2 separate regions of the Pan troglodytes genome follow, and region 2 is linked to region 1. A link is a contact called in public capture Hi-C data. All regions are on one chromosome and are shown on one strand. Each heading gives the region's core, a stretch centred on a gene start, on an enhancer-like site or on the middle of the called end of the contact. The rest is flanking DNA. Distances are from core to core; before and after follow the strand shown.

What was found. Capture Hi-C pulls out chosen DNA fragments and counts their contacts.
Region 2: a capture Hi-C map of stem cell-derived neural stem cells shows a contact between it and region 1, with 4 times the contacts expected there. The contact joins two enhancer-like sites. A contact is called at or near these places in 3 of 7 Hi-C or Micro-C datasets (induced pluripotent stem cells and stem cell-derived neural progenitor cells) and 1 of 1 other capture datasets (stem cell-derived neural stem cells).

The regions. Positions count from the first base shown.
Region 1 is chr19:39,701,837-39,709,157 of NHGRI_mPanTro3-v2.0_pri, reverse strand. LYRM9 (LYR motif containing 9) reads right to left here. Exons shown (of 4, transcript XR_010153241.1): 2 at 6,484-6,627; 3 at 4,048-4,293; 4 at 2,287-3,419. Among named protein-coding and RNA genes, the nearest start is that of LYRM9, 14 kb to the right of the region's middle. Within about 2 kb of position 2,612, at least 6 of the 24 cell types and tissues checked have an H3K27ac peak or open chromatin away from gene starts, as enhancers often do. A contact at or near this core is called in stem cell-derived neural stem cells, where this site is marked.
Region 2 is chr19:39,775,310-39,782,630 of NHGRI_mPanTro3-v2.0_pri, reverse strand. No RefSeq gene overlaps it. Among named protein-coding and RNA genes, the nearest start is that of NOS2, 5.6 kb to the left of the region's middle. Within about 2 kb of position 3,035, at least 2 of the 24 cell types and tissues checked have an H3K27ac peak or open chromatin away from gene starts, as enhancers often do. A contact at or near this core is called in stem cell-derived neural stem cells, where this site is marked.

The DNA.
Region 1 (7,321 bases), core at 1,363-3,862:
CAACCACACCAAGCAGCATGTGAGTCCCTGAACAAGTGGTGCTCCTTGGCCTGAAATGCCCCTCCCCCAAGCTAGCAAAGATGCCTCTGTCCCCTTCTCTGACAGAGGTTTCCTCTCTGCAGCAGATCCCAACTGGAAAAAGGGAGATGCCTGAACCTTAATTCAAGTTTTGAAATTTTATTTTCCTGAGACTGGACATTTCACTTCATGCATTGAAACTGTTTTGTGACTTCAAAGTAGCCATAGCTTTGGGTTTTTAAAATTTAAGTCCAGCCAGAAATTTTTGAGGCTTTGTCTCAGTTTTCATCCAGGGACAGGGAGAACAGGAACCTCCAGAAAAAAAAATACAAAGGAATTGTGAGAGAAAAAGATAAATCTATGTTATGATCACATCCTACGAGCCACAATTGCTCAACCTCCAGGCAACCCACGCCTGTCTTTCCCTTAGACTGTGAGTCCCTTCCTGCGTGGAGGGAAGACTGTGCAGTAAATGTTCAATGAAGATGGGGTGGGCACAGGGGCGAGAAATGGAACTGTGTAGGGCAGGACAGGCTCTGCCCCAGGAAGCATGTGCTGGTGTAGGACTCAAGGCTAGCACTGCCCCAGGAGTCAGCCTCAGATATGCAGGGTCTTGCAAAGAAGACCCTTGAGGGTTTTAACATCTGTCTTTTGCTACACAGATAAACCCAGAAACTTTATAATGCAAATGCACCCCAGAAAGGCAATGTGAGTCCAAAGGAGTATCTAAGTGTGGGCAACACGTGTCAAATCCTTCCCTGCTGACATTTTGCTTGTACAGTGGACACCAGGGAGAGCCGCAAGGACCCACCTAAAGAGAAGCATCAGCTGGGCGCGGTGGCTCACACCTGTAATCCCAGCCCTTTGGGAGGCCAAGGCGGGCAGATCACTTGAGGTCAGGAGTTCCAGTCCAGCCTGGCCAACATGGTGAAACCCCGACTCTACTAAAAATACAAAAATCAGCTGGGTGTGGTGGCATGCGTCTGTAATCCCAGCTTCTCAGGAGGCTGAGGCAGGAGAATCACTTGAACCCGGCAGGCGGAGGTTGCAGTGAGCTGAGATTGTGCCACTGCACTCCAGCCTGGGCAACAGAGTAAAACTCCATCTCAAAAAAAAAGAAAAAAAAAAAAAGGAAAAGAAAAAGGAGAGAAGTGTCATCACCAGGTAAACCAAAGACAAGAGATGGAGGCCACATGGCTGACAGCCCATCTGTGTGCACTGCCGTAATCTCACCAGCCCATGGGATGTGCAACCTGTAGCAGTGAGAAAAGTGAGCCTGACAGGTTAACAAATCTGCCCCAAATCACACCACCACTAAGTGACAGACTGGGATTCAAATTCAGGTGTCTGTATCTCCAGAGCCCCCTCCAGCAGGCCACACTGGCTGACTCTGGGTGAGACCTTCATCTCCTTCTTCCATTTGCTTGGAGGCTACTCTGTAAACCTTCAACTCTGTGCATTTGAGAATTGAGAGGAGAAATGAAGGACCCATATGCATGGTCCACGCAGGGCTTGGAGTAGTGGAAGTCAGAGGGCAGGGTGGAAGGCAAGGCTGCTGCTGAGGATGGGAGGCTCTCCCAGGCTTCAACAGTGCCCCTGTGTGCACAGTGCTGTGTGCATCCTGCCTCCCCTACCTTGGGCCCCTGCATGACCGGGCTCACTACCCTCTGTGGCAGCACAGGGGCTGGGGGAGAGCAGCCAACACACTGTTCACCCACCCCACCCCTTGCTGGCTCCCTCACGGGCCAGCCACATGCTGGAGCTGGGCAACCACTGTCTGACATGTGGCGAGTAAGCACAGCTGGACCAAGCACCTACCCAGGAACTAAAGGTCATAGAACCACTCCAGGAGCTGGTCAAGAGCAAACGACACTAACTCTATCCTGAACCCTTGTCAGCCTTCAATCATTTCTCTCCTGTTGGGGAAACATCTGGGATACAGCTGCCCCCACTCCTATGATCACAATACAGCCCTGCCACCTGAGGAGGGGCCCCCAGCTCAATGGCAGGGGTGCAGACAGGGGCCTGGCTCAGCTTTGGCCCTAGCCTGAAACCCCTCAGCTTGCCCATACCCTGGTGGGGCAGATCTGACCTCATCAACTGTTGTCTAGCAGTGGGGCCAATCCCAGTCACCTTCTCTGAAGAATGACCCCTCCTGGGCAGCTTTGTCTGACTTGACTCTAGGTTCTCAACAGTAGATGACACTCAGGAAGGAGACAACGTATGCTTAGGGAACGTATGGTTTATCAGTTGAGAAGACACACGAGCTTCCACAAATTGATATATTTACTTCATTGCCAGCGGAGTACACTCGCACACATAGATATCTCTGAGTCACTTTAAGTCACATAACTGCAAGGATACAAACAAACACTAGTTCATCCCTGTGGCTGAGTGCCCTTGGGGAATACTCAGATCCCAGTGGGGCTTCTCTCTGCATCTTCTGGCCACTCTGGCCGTTCTCCCTGAGCCCACCCACCTTCTCCCCCTCCCTTCCATTCTTCCACGATGGTAGCAAAGCAGGGAAGTGCCAGTGGAAAGAGATTGCAGGTGCGCAGAGGCTTGGACAGGCCAGAGTCCATGGCAGCTGCTTTGGCGTCTCTCCTTGGTTCATGTGGTGGGCACTTCACCACTTCAAGGACACTGTCAACTCCCTGAAGGCAAGGCCCAGGGCTTTGACTTCCCTAGGCATGGAGAGACAGTAGTCAGGAAAAGCAGCTCCTTGGCAGACTGCTGGGTGTGTGACAACTGTGAGGGCTCAGGGGCTACAAGCAGGGACAGGGCAAGCTCGCAAACAAATAACTGAGACCCGACGCGGTGCGTGCGGGGAGCAGAGCTGTGCAGGGCGCTGCAGGAGCAGAGGAGGGGGCGGGGCAGGACGGCTTCCTTGAAGGGAGCCCTTCAGGCACTGTCATGTGCCACATCCTGTGTGAGGCACTTCACCTTCATCTTATTGCATCTGGGATTCAAATCCAGATCTGTCTGGTTCTAAAACCCACGTGCTTTCTTCTGTACAGGTTGCTACCCGAGGGGACATCTGCTCTGGGACTCAGAGAATGATAAAGAGATCTCCAGAATAAATGAATCACTTTCAGAGAAAAGTAAAAGAACAAAAACACAAAAATAAAAAACACACAAAAGAAGCAAAAAAATACTACATTCTCCCCAAATTTCACATCGTAAGTGGCTGGAAGTGCAAACATAAAGGATGCTGGCAACATGGCCGCGGCAAGAGGAGCCTCCGGAGCAAGGTCAGCTTCTCCCCTGATTTCGGGCTTTCAGCCAACAAGGCCAATGGATCTTCCAAACCAGCTGCTGCTGCTGAGCTCCAGAAGAGGGGCCTCTCAACTTCCAGAGGCCAGGAAGGCTCACCCTCGGAGCTCTCAGTTTTGTTTTTTATACTGCAAGACAGAGAGATTCAAAGTGGAGGAGGGAAGCCAACGGGCAGGAGGACTCTGGAGAAATCTCAGGCCTCCATCATCTGGACCTCACCTGCCTCCTGCAGGGGCTTCTTGGAGGTGGTGAAACCCAGGCAGGAGGCACTGGGCAGCCAAATCTCTAGTTCATGCCTGGACTCCCTTTCTTCTTTAGTGAAAAAGGAAGCTGACAGGGCTGGGGAGGGAGGATAGTGATAACTCACTCTGGAGAGTGAGTTAGAAGGACAGGGAGGTATGGGCACACTCCAACTCTCTAGGTCCTTCTAATACCAGCATCTAAGGGCCAAGATGCCAGTCTACATTCCTGACTCACTCCCTTCCTCCACCAAAACATACTGAATGTTTCCTCCATAATTCTGCCCCAGTGTGAATACCCCCCAGAGACAGGGAGTCCCCCGCCAGGACAGCTTCCCTCTCTGCGGCATCACAGTGCCACCGCCGGCTCTGGCACTATAGCTTTCCCTCCTTCTTCCTGCTGCCCCCTCTCAGCTCGATCAGCACTGTTGGGCAGAAATTTGCCTTTAAGGATGAAGAGTGAGAGCCCCTCCCCACTTGCAGAATATAAATGCAACCAGAAGGGATTTGTCTTCACCTTTCAGCTTCTGGAGGAGGGAAGCAGCTGGCTGGTGGCCTCCTCCACAGGGACCATTCTCAACTGTGGGGCAGGAGTGGCCTCTAGTGGTCATGGGGATCACAGCCATCATCACCCCAGCTCGCAGGCAGAGCCCAGGGGCCAAGCACCTACTTTGTTCATGATCCAGTCAGCATCTTCAATGGCTCTTTTAATAATCTGCTGGATTCTCTCAGGGTTGTCTTCATCTGAATGAACCCGAAAACTCTGCAAGTTTAAGCATAAAGAAAGATGACTAGGCAAAATGCCCAGGACAGGCAGCTTCAGAGCACCAATCACAGGCCAGGGACACTGCTGGGCACTTTATACCCAGCAGCTCTCTTCATCCTCCATAGACTGTTATGATTATCCCACACAGAGATGAGGAAACAGAGGCTCACTTGCTGCTGAACAACAGCATTTGAATCCTAGTCTATGTGACTGCAAAGCAGGTACTCCTGCCACCAAGGTAGGTGCAAAAAGACTGGCCCCCAAGTTACTGCCAAATCAAGCTAGGCCCAAAGGCTATCAGGCAGTAGAGGCCAAGGGGAAACTTCCATCTCTCTTCCTCAGAAGACGCTGCTTTCCCCAGGGTGAGATCTCTGCATAGGCTTCACAGCAGGGAGGAAGAAGCAGCCCAGTGCTAGGAGAGCTACACAGGGAAGGGAGGGGAGGTAGTAGATAGAGTGGCCTCAGGAAATCCACCCAGGCCCAGTGCAGAGCATGGGATACTGTTTGCTTTTGACCAGATATTCATCCTTGAGAAGCAACCTAAGATTCAGGTTTTGCTTTTCAAAAAGAACTGGCGCCAGGCATGGTGGCTCATGCCTGTAATCACAGCACTTTGGGAGGCCGAGGCGGGCAGATCACCTCAGGTCGGGAGCTGGAGACCAGCCTGACCAACATGATAAACCCCATCTCTACTAAAAATACAAAGTTAGTCGGGCGTGGTGGCACACGCCTGTAATCCCAGCTACTCGGGAGGCTAAGGGAGGAGAATCGCTTGAACCCAGGAGGCGGAGGTTGTGGTGAGCTGAGATTAAGCCATTGCACTCCAGCCTGGGCAACAAGAGTGAAACTCCAACTCAAAAAGAAAAAAAAAGAAAAAAAAAAGAACTGGCACCTCCCTCCCCTGTCACTCCCAGCCCCACACATCCTCCTGCTCATCTTTAGGAGCGCCCCCCCTCAGCATCCACCTCTGGCATGCCCTCCTTGACTCCCCCAGACAGCTAACTGCTCCTTCTCCATGTTTCCACAGCCCTCTGTGGCTACCGCCACCTCTGATTTTTTTTTTTTTTTTTACTTTCCATATTATATGTGTATGAATTTTAGCTAACTTTCTATTTGGAAATGATTTCTCACTTACAGAAAGTTGTGATAATAATACAAAGAATTTCCTACCAGAATCACTGACTGTTAACATTTTGCTACACTTGCTTTATCATTCTCTTTATATAAGTATGTATAAATTTTTTCAGAAGCATTTAAGAGTAAGTTGCAGACACGCTATCCTTACCCCTAAACATTCCCATGTGTAGTTCCTAATGACAAGGGCATTCTCTGACATAACCACAGTAATCAAATTCAGAAGACTCAACATTGATACAACTCTATAATCCATAGCCCATATTCCAATTTCATGCACTGCCCCAGTAATATTCATTTTTTTTTTTTTGAGGCAGGGTCTCACTCTGTCACCCAGGTGAGAATGCAGTGGCACAATCACAGCTCATTGCAGCCTCAACCTCCGGGCTCAAGCAATCCTCCCACCTCATTGTTTGATTTTTCTGTAGAGACAAGGTCTTTCTATGTTGCCCAGGTTGGTCTTGAACTCCTGAGCTCAATCTGCCTGCCTTAGCTTCCCAAAATGCTGGGATTACAGACATGAGCCACCATGCCTGGTTCCCAATAATATTCTTTACAGCATTTTTTTTCTGGTCTAGGATCATACATTACATTTAGTCACCATATCTCTTGAGTTCTCTAATCCAGAACATCAAAAATGTCAGTGTTGTGTTTCACGACACTGACATTTTTGATGAGTACAGGCTTATTAGTTATGTGGTAGATGGCCTCTCGATTTGGTTTTACCTGATGTTTTCTCAGGATTAAATTCAAGTTGTGCACTGTTGGCAGGGATGCCTGCCTAAATGATGTCGTGTCCCACAGTCTATTTTAATTACCCACTTAGCTGCCTCATGCATGCCCTAGCACAGCTGGTGTGCTGGGTGATGCACCCTCTGTTTCCTGGACAGAGAGGAGCTGGGCTGCCCAGCACTGGTTTCCTGTGGCTCTTACCACACTGCCACCTCACCACCATCTCAGAGACTAGCTCTGTGCCCTGGCCTTGGCCTCTGACCTGCGCCCCTAAGCCTGCCATTAGAGGCAGCCCCCAGACCTGGTAGACCCAGCTCGCACCTGCCTGACAGCATGCTTGTAATGCTGCTGGATGCCCTTGGTCGGCAGCTGCTGGCAACAGCGCAGCAAATATCGGTAGAGCTGCAGTGGCCTCTGAACCAGTTCTGCTCCTGGCAGCGGGGCCATCCGTGAGACCCTCTGTCCCTGGAAAACAAGCAGGATCACTTCTAGGGCATCAAGCCAAGTTCAGTACTCAGCCCTGACCCCCAGTTCCCAGTACTCTGGGAAGCAAGCTTGGTGCAGTGCAGAGGCCCCTCCTGTCCCATCCCATGGAGCCTGCACGTTGGGGTGGGCTGGGCATTCAGTTCAACAGAAGCTCTAGCCCAGAGCAGGCCCACAAGACCAAGGGTGAGTGTGGAGGGAGATATACAGCCTCATCCCTGGCGTCTTCTTTCTGGAACTCAACTTCAAGTGGTGCATGAGTAGGTGTCCCTCACCGGCAGGGTAGGGTAGAAAAGCAGGAAGACCCTGAGGGGCAATCACTAGGAAACCAGCTCTGACATCAGCCATGGTCTGGCGAGGGCACCAAGTCACAGAGGGGAGAATGCCTACAGGCCTGAGCCTTGAAATTCAAAGTGTGCTCCTGAACCAGCAAAACCCACAGCACTGGGAGCTCATCACAAATGTAGTCTTGGGCCCCACCCCAAAGACCCACCAGATCAAACCTGCATTTTAACAAGGATGCCAGGAGATTTGGAGGCACATTTTAAAGTCTGAGAAGCATGAATCTAGGGGGCTCTGCAGAGAAGTTGCTGGACAGAGTCACCACAGCGTGGGCACGTGATTTCATTTCACTATGAGTTATCATAAAAATCACAATGGGCTGGGCGCAGTGGCT
Region 2 (7,321 bases), core at 1,786-4,285, 73 kb before region 1:
CCTTCAGAAAATGCAGTTATTCAGTTATGTGATCTGTCAAACATGTCACCTCAGGTGCCCCTCTAACACAGCGTCTGCTTGGTGTGGTATTCTTGACCTGTGGCAGGGTTTGAGTCCAAGCACCAGGCTTGAGGACACATTTGGAATTAGCCAGCTGGGAAGGAAATATAATTTCTCCTCAATCATCTTAAGTTATTTGTTGGGAAAGACACTGTAACAAAAGACAGATTAATAATAGAGAAAAAAAAGCAAGTTTGTTAATGTCTGTGATGCACACCACGCAGAAGAAGCCTCAGTGAAAGTAACTCAATGCTGTGGCTTAGAACTCTGGCTTATGGAGCATCTGCCATGAAGAGCAATGCATTTTAGAAAGTGACAAGATGGCCGGGCGCCGTGGTTCATGCCTGGAATCCCAGCAATTTGGGAGGCTGAGGTGGGCAGATTGCTTGAGGCCAGGAGTTCGAGACCAGCCTGGGCAACACAGTGAGATCCAATCTCTACAGAAAAATTGAAAATAAATTAGCTGGGTATGGTGGCATGCCCAGCTACTGTAGTCCTAGCTACTCAGGAGGATCAGGTGGGAGGATCACTTGAGCCCGGGAGTTAGAGGCTGCAGAGAGCTATGATCACGCCACTGCACCCTAGCCTGTCTCAAACAACAAAAAGGAAAAAAAAGAGGGAAAGGAGGAAAGGAAAGGAAAGGAAAGGAAAGGAAAAGAAAGGAAAGGAAAGAGAGAAAGAAAGAAAGAAGAGAAAGGTGACAAGACGAATGCAGTTGTAGGCTTCCAGGGGTGGGAAGCTATGAGAAGGTAAACGTGTGGGAGTGAGCTAAGGAGTAGGATAGCAAGGTTTGTTTGTATTTGTAGATGGCTCTGGTGCCATCTCTGAGCTGATAAAACTTATCTTCTCATCTTGATGCTAGGAAAGCATCTTTCTCCAAGGAATGTTTATGGCTTGCTGCAGGCAGGACAGGGCAGTTCAGATAGCCCTCTCTCTAGCTGCTCTTTCTCAAATGCCTTCAGCTGGAGATAATCAGGATGCCATATCGGCATATCTGGGCGTGGCACGTTCTGGTTTCCTTTAACCTGAAAGGTCCCAGGTTCGAGGCACAGCTTCACTGCTGACCCACCATGTGATCTTGGAAAAGCCACTTCTCTCTGGGCCTGACTTTTCTCGTGACAAAAGGTGATAAAAATAAAAGTAAATAAACGAGATACAAGAAAATGCTTTGAGCCATTGAGCAAAAAGTCAGCCAAGTAAGAATTTATTATCCTTGCTGGGAGTCAGAGAGTAACAGTTTCCCTTTTGACAAAGAGCAAGTGGATACCAGGACTTGCCTTCTGAAGTATCCTTCCTCAGACAGGTCCCCGTCCCACCACAAACACCTGCTTTTAAATTCCCGGTCCTCTCTCTCCCTTTGTAACATTAAATTCATGTATGTATTTTTAATTTTTAATTGGAATAAATTTCACATAACATAAAATTACCAATTAACTATTTTAAAGTGTAAAATGCAATGGTTTTTAGAATATTCACAATGTTGTATAACCATGACCACTATCCCAATCCTCTCTTAACCGGCAAATAGGAAGAGGAGGAAAGTAAAAATAGTGATAATGATTGTGATGATACAGAGAGGTTAGGAGACTCACCAAGGTCACACAGCAAACAGTCTTCAAGCCGGGACAAACAGTGAGCTTCTGGTACCCTCCCCAGAGCGCCTGTCTGCAGGGTCCAGGGCTGGCCCCCTACTGGAGGTTGGCAAGTCTCCTACGGCTTCCTGGGCCTGCACGGCTGCCTTCTTCTTGGCCCTGCCCACCCAGCAGGCCGCATTCCTGGCCTCTTCTGATGATGGATGCAGCAGGTGAATTCTGCTGGGGAGAAATCAAAGAGCACCTTGAAGGGCAGGCGGGGGACAGGTGGGCCCCCCGGAGGGTGGCGATAGAGGTTCCGAGGCTGCTGTGGAGAAATGCCCTCCTCCCTGCCTTCCCAGGCTGTCCTAGGCACCATGCTGACAGCAATCAGCACGGGAATGTCTTGGGCTCATTATCCTGGAATTGATTTTCCACTGGATTGATTTGATCTGTTTCTATGCCAGGCTGTGAAGATGGTTCAGATCCAGTTAGCCCTCGGAAGTTAGCAACTTTGAAGACTTTTCTACAAAAACAATTGATCAGAGCTAACGTTTACCGAGCAAGGCACTTAAACATACCAAGCATTTAATCCACACAACAGTCCTGTGGGGTGGGAATGATCACTAGCCCCATTTTATAGATGGGGAAATTGAGGCTAAGCAAAGCCAAATGACTTGTCCAAGACCACACAGTCAGGTGGTGGCAGGGCTACAACCCTGGAATCCCAACTTGCACTTGCTCTGGTGCTTGCTCCATAAATACAGCCAGGCCCTGGGCTTTCCATTTATTATCTCAGTTAATCCTCCAACAACGTTGTGTGGCAGGTACTATTATAATACTATCCCCAATTCACCAATAAGGAAACCGAGACACAGAAAGTTTGAGCGACCAGCTCAATGTCACTCAGTTTGTAAGTGGCAAAGCTGAGGACTGACCCAGGTCTGAGACCTTGACTGGACCCCACTTGTGCGCCCACTGTGTGCTTACCCATTTTGCTACAGGTGAGTACACCCAGGGGCAAGGAGAGGTGACAATGAGAGAGTGGGAAACTGAGATCAAGGTAGGAGCTGAGGATTACCTGGGGTTGAATGTTCTCCCCTCCATGTCAGTGTCTGGTGCCAGCTCTGTGCAAGGCCATGGAAGGAGGAGACGGAGTTCCTACTGTGTGCCCCACCTCACAGAAAGTGATAAAAATTTTATTTTAGAAATATATTTCAGGTTTAAAAAGAGCCAGTTTAAGGTAAAATGTTTAAGCAAATAACAGTATAGGTGCATGCAGATGTGACACAAATGATAAAGGTGGGACGTGAAGGAAATACAGGGGTGTGGCTCTTACTCTCTATTTGTGTGTGTGCATGTCCCGTGGCGAGTCACATGTCCTGTGGGGCCTTCACTCCGCTCAGCTGTCAAAGGATGGCATTGAGAAGAGGCATTCCTGGGACCCTCCGGGTTCTGAGGCCCTAACAAGCTCAAGTCCCCAGACCCTGAGCCCTATGTCATTTGTCAAGTGACCACTGGAGGGCGTGAGTCACACAAATTCCAGCAGCTCCGAAGCTGAGGTCTTCCCAGGTTTCCACCACCTTGCCTGACTTGGAGATGACGGAAGTGAAGTGAAGGGATTTTTACTGGAAATGCCCGGTGGTCACTCCAGGGTGGACAGGCCCAGGGTGGACCAGGAAGGTGGACAAGCTTTGCTGAGTCCCTGGAGTGTGACTCAAGCTGGCTGGTGTAGGCCTGGCACTTTGCTGGTGTTTCTTTTAAAAGCCTCATTTCTTGTCAAGTCTCCCCAGAACATCCTCCCTTCCCTGCCCTCCCGTTTTGCTTCCTGGGTGCCTGTCCTTCTAGGTTGAGAAACAACAAACAGAGTGGCACCTGGGGTAGTCCCAGGGTGTGATGGTTCAAGGGGCAAGATTCAGGGGCAAGTAGTGTATCTGGGAAGTGCAGGGGACATCAGGAGGGGAATGAGGAAGTGAGACAGAGAAAGGGAGGCAGCTGGTAAAAGTACTATAGGTCAGCTTTCACGATTTGCAACTAGACTCAGCCCCACCAGGGAACTTGAAAAATGGTGCAGAACACAGGGCTTCAAATGATCCCACCCAAGGGGCCAGGGGCTGGGCTACTGACCCAGCAGTTCCAGAGCATCACTCATTGAGGCTGCTCCCAGGGAGGTTAAATTCCCAAGGCCTGCTGTGGGCAGAGCAGCCTTCCTTGGTTCTGGGAAAGCCCTCTAGAATTCACAAAGTGCACTGGAATGAGACGAAGACAGACGTCACTGCTACAGGGGGTTTAGAATTAGGTCAAATGGAGGAAGAGAGGTACCTTCTCCCCAGGTACAGCCTCTGAGGGTGCTGGATGCTGATCCAAGAAGTTCTAAATGCCAAGAGCTTCAGCTAAGCCCACCCTCTTGTATCCTTCCCTAAGAAGCGCTGCATCTTTGGTTAGGCCACATAAGCCCTCCGGGCCTCCCTTTCCTCAGTTAAGGGTCTCTGAGGCCTTTCCAGCTGTGGTATCTGGGCTTTCTGAGTCTCCCCACCTCATACATATCTGGTCTCTGATGCTCTTGGAAAAGTTATCTTCCCCACCAGAGTGCCCCTGAAAGGCAGAATGTAGCAACGACTGGCAACTTCTGCAGAGCCTGGCCACTGTGTGCACAGAGATGTCTGGAGCATCGTTCTCTACGAGAGTCAGAAACAACCCAAGTGATCAGCATAGAGAAAGGCACACCGGGCCAGCTTTATAGTGTACCATTACGTGGACAAAAAAAAAAAAGTGTATTAAGAATTTTTTGGCCAGGTGTGGTAGCTCATGCCTGTAAATTCTAGCATTTTGGGAGGCTAAGATGGGAGGATTGCTTGAGCCCAGGAGTTTGAGACCAGCCTTGCCAACATGGCAAAACCCTGTCTGTGCAAAAAATACAAAAATTACAAAAATTAGCCAGGTGTGGTGGTGAACACCTGCAGTCCCAGCTACTCGAGAGGCTGGGGTGGGAGGATCGCTTGAGACCAGAAGGTCGATGCTGCAGTGAGCTGTGATTGTACCATTGCACTCCAGCCTGGGCAACAAAGTGAGACCCTGTTTCAAAAAAAAGGATTTATTTAGCTGGGCATCGTGACAAGCACCTGTAGACCTAGCTACTAACTGAGGTGGGAGGATCACTTGAGCTGAGGAATTAAGAGACCGCAGTGAGCTATGATTGCACCATTGCACTCTCCAGCCTAGGCAACAGTGAGACTCTGATCTCTTAAAAAAAAAAAAAAAAAAAGAGTCTTTATGATAAGAAATAATGTTCCTGATATCAGTAGAAAAATAATAACCCCAACATGTAAAATAAAGACAGAAAAAATGTGAGAAAAAAATACTAAAATATTAAAAAGTGGTAGAATTATGGGCAATAGTTATCTTTTCTTTACCCTTCTCTGTATTTGCTATCTGTGCATATGTTAGTTTTATAATATAAAAAGTGACTCCTTACTTTTTGAAATACTATCTCAGATGTGTGGCTGTGCCAGTAATTCACCTTTCCCAAAGGAAAAGAGCTTCTAGTGCCCATTTTCATTACAGGAGGCACAGAGAGGGCGGCTGCCCATGCCCCTGGCTGTTCTGCAGGAGTTACACCGGTTTTCTGAGCATCGTCCGTGAGTTTTCCAAGCTGGGCCCTGGGGATCCAGTGGTGAGTGATGGCAGACAAGCTGGCTGTCTCTCTCCCTCCCCACTCTGCTGCCAATAGAGATGGCAAGATGAGTCCCAGAGCCTGTTGGAGGCAGTGCATTTGGGGGACAGGGGCTGCCTCCTTAAAAACAGAGTGGAAACCAGGGGGACAGGCCAAGTGCATCAAAATGCTAGGACGGTTGGCCAAAGCTGAGCGGCTCACTCTTGAAACAGAGGTGGGGTCTGGCTCTTGGTGGGTGAAGGAAGAATTGGAGGAAGGGAGGAAGGGTAATTCCTCCAGCAATTTGAGCGGGAGGCTGTGGGGGGCAAGCTATTAATAACGGCAGAGGCCACTGTCAGGCAGACTCAGGGACAAGTCTCAGGCCTGCCACCTAAATTCATCTGTGGGCATTGGAGAGGTTACTTTTGGTTTCAGTTTGCTTATCTGTAAAGTGTGGATAATCACAGAGTCCCCACCTCCTCAAGCCTTGGGGAGGAGTAGCGAGAGGATGTACACAGCACCTGCCCTGCAGTTCAGCTTGAGCACGCTCCTATCTTGCCAGAGCCAGAGCGTAGCTGTAGCTTTAGCAGAGCAGCAGCACCGAGTTGGCTGGCTCTGCCTACTGCTATTCTCCCAGCACCTGGCACATGCTGGAGCTCAAGAAACAATGCCCAGCTGACTGCCAGGGCCTTTTTAATGTGTTATCTCATGCATTCCACACCACCACACTGTGAGGTGAGCTGTGTCAACCCTATTTTACAGATGACAAAATTGAGGCTTAGGAAGATTAAAGAATTTTTCCCAAGATCATACAGCTAAAGCTGCAGAACCAAGATTCAGGTCCATTTGATTCCAAATGCATCTGGGAGGAGCATCTTAGGGACACCACCGGTCTGAGGCTCAAGGCAGCCCTCTCTCACCCAAGACCAAGCTCTTGTAGACAACAACTGTTTAAAGGGCAAAGACAGCTCCTGGGGAAGAGGCAGGAAAATCAATGAAATGATCTGTGATGCTGTCAGGGCCCTGGAGGAAGGACTGAGCAATGCAGGAGTTCCCCAGGGGCTCCCAGGAGGGCCCAAGAGGCCAGGTGGGGGCGGGGTTGGGCAGGGAAGCCTGGGGGAGTACTCTCAGAGGAGGTGACAGTCCCCAACAGGAGGAAAGGTTGTCCTCCTGCTGAGCTTACAAGGGAAGCTCCCATGCTGGAAGGAAGAACCTTGAACTTCTGCTTCCAATACCTGTGTCTAGCCTGTCTCATCCTGGCCTGCATTTCAGAGCTCCCCCCAACTCCAGGAGCTCTCTAGTAAGCCATGCCTTTGCACACACTGTTCCCTGTTGCTGGAATGTCCTTCCCGACAGCTCCCTAGCCCACCCTTGCCCTGACTCGAATCCCCTTCAGACTCTGCTTTACTTCATGGCATTGTTGCCTCTAGGGGCTCCCCTGACCCTCCATCCTCAAGCCCCTTGGGGTTCCCCAAATCCCTTAGGCTCCCCTCTCCTCAACACTGATCCCACTGTTTTAATTGTGGTCTCACTGGTCTGTCTCTTTTACTAGACACAAGCTTCCCAAGGCCAAGGTCATGTCTCACATCTCTGCAGCACCAGCAGCATGCTTGGCCCAGACTAGGTGCTCAGTGGATTTTGTTTTGTTGAGATAAAAAGTCACGTGCCATTAAATTCCCCCATTTAAAGAGTATAATTCAGTGGTTTTTAGTATATTCACAAAGTTATGAAACTATCACCACTAATTCCAGAACGTTTTCGTCACCCCAAATAGAAACCCTGTACCCATTAACAGTCACTCCCTACTTCTTACCCCCAACTCTTAGAAACCACTAAATCTACTTTTTTTTCACTATAGATTTGCTTATTTTGGATGTTTTATACAAATGGAATCATATAATATTTGGCCCTTTGTGTCTAGCTTGTTTCACTTATAATGTTTTTGGGGTTCATTCACGTGGCATGTTTAAGTTCTTCATTCTTTTTATGGCTTAGTAATATTCCACTGTATGGATATACCACATTTTATGCATCCATT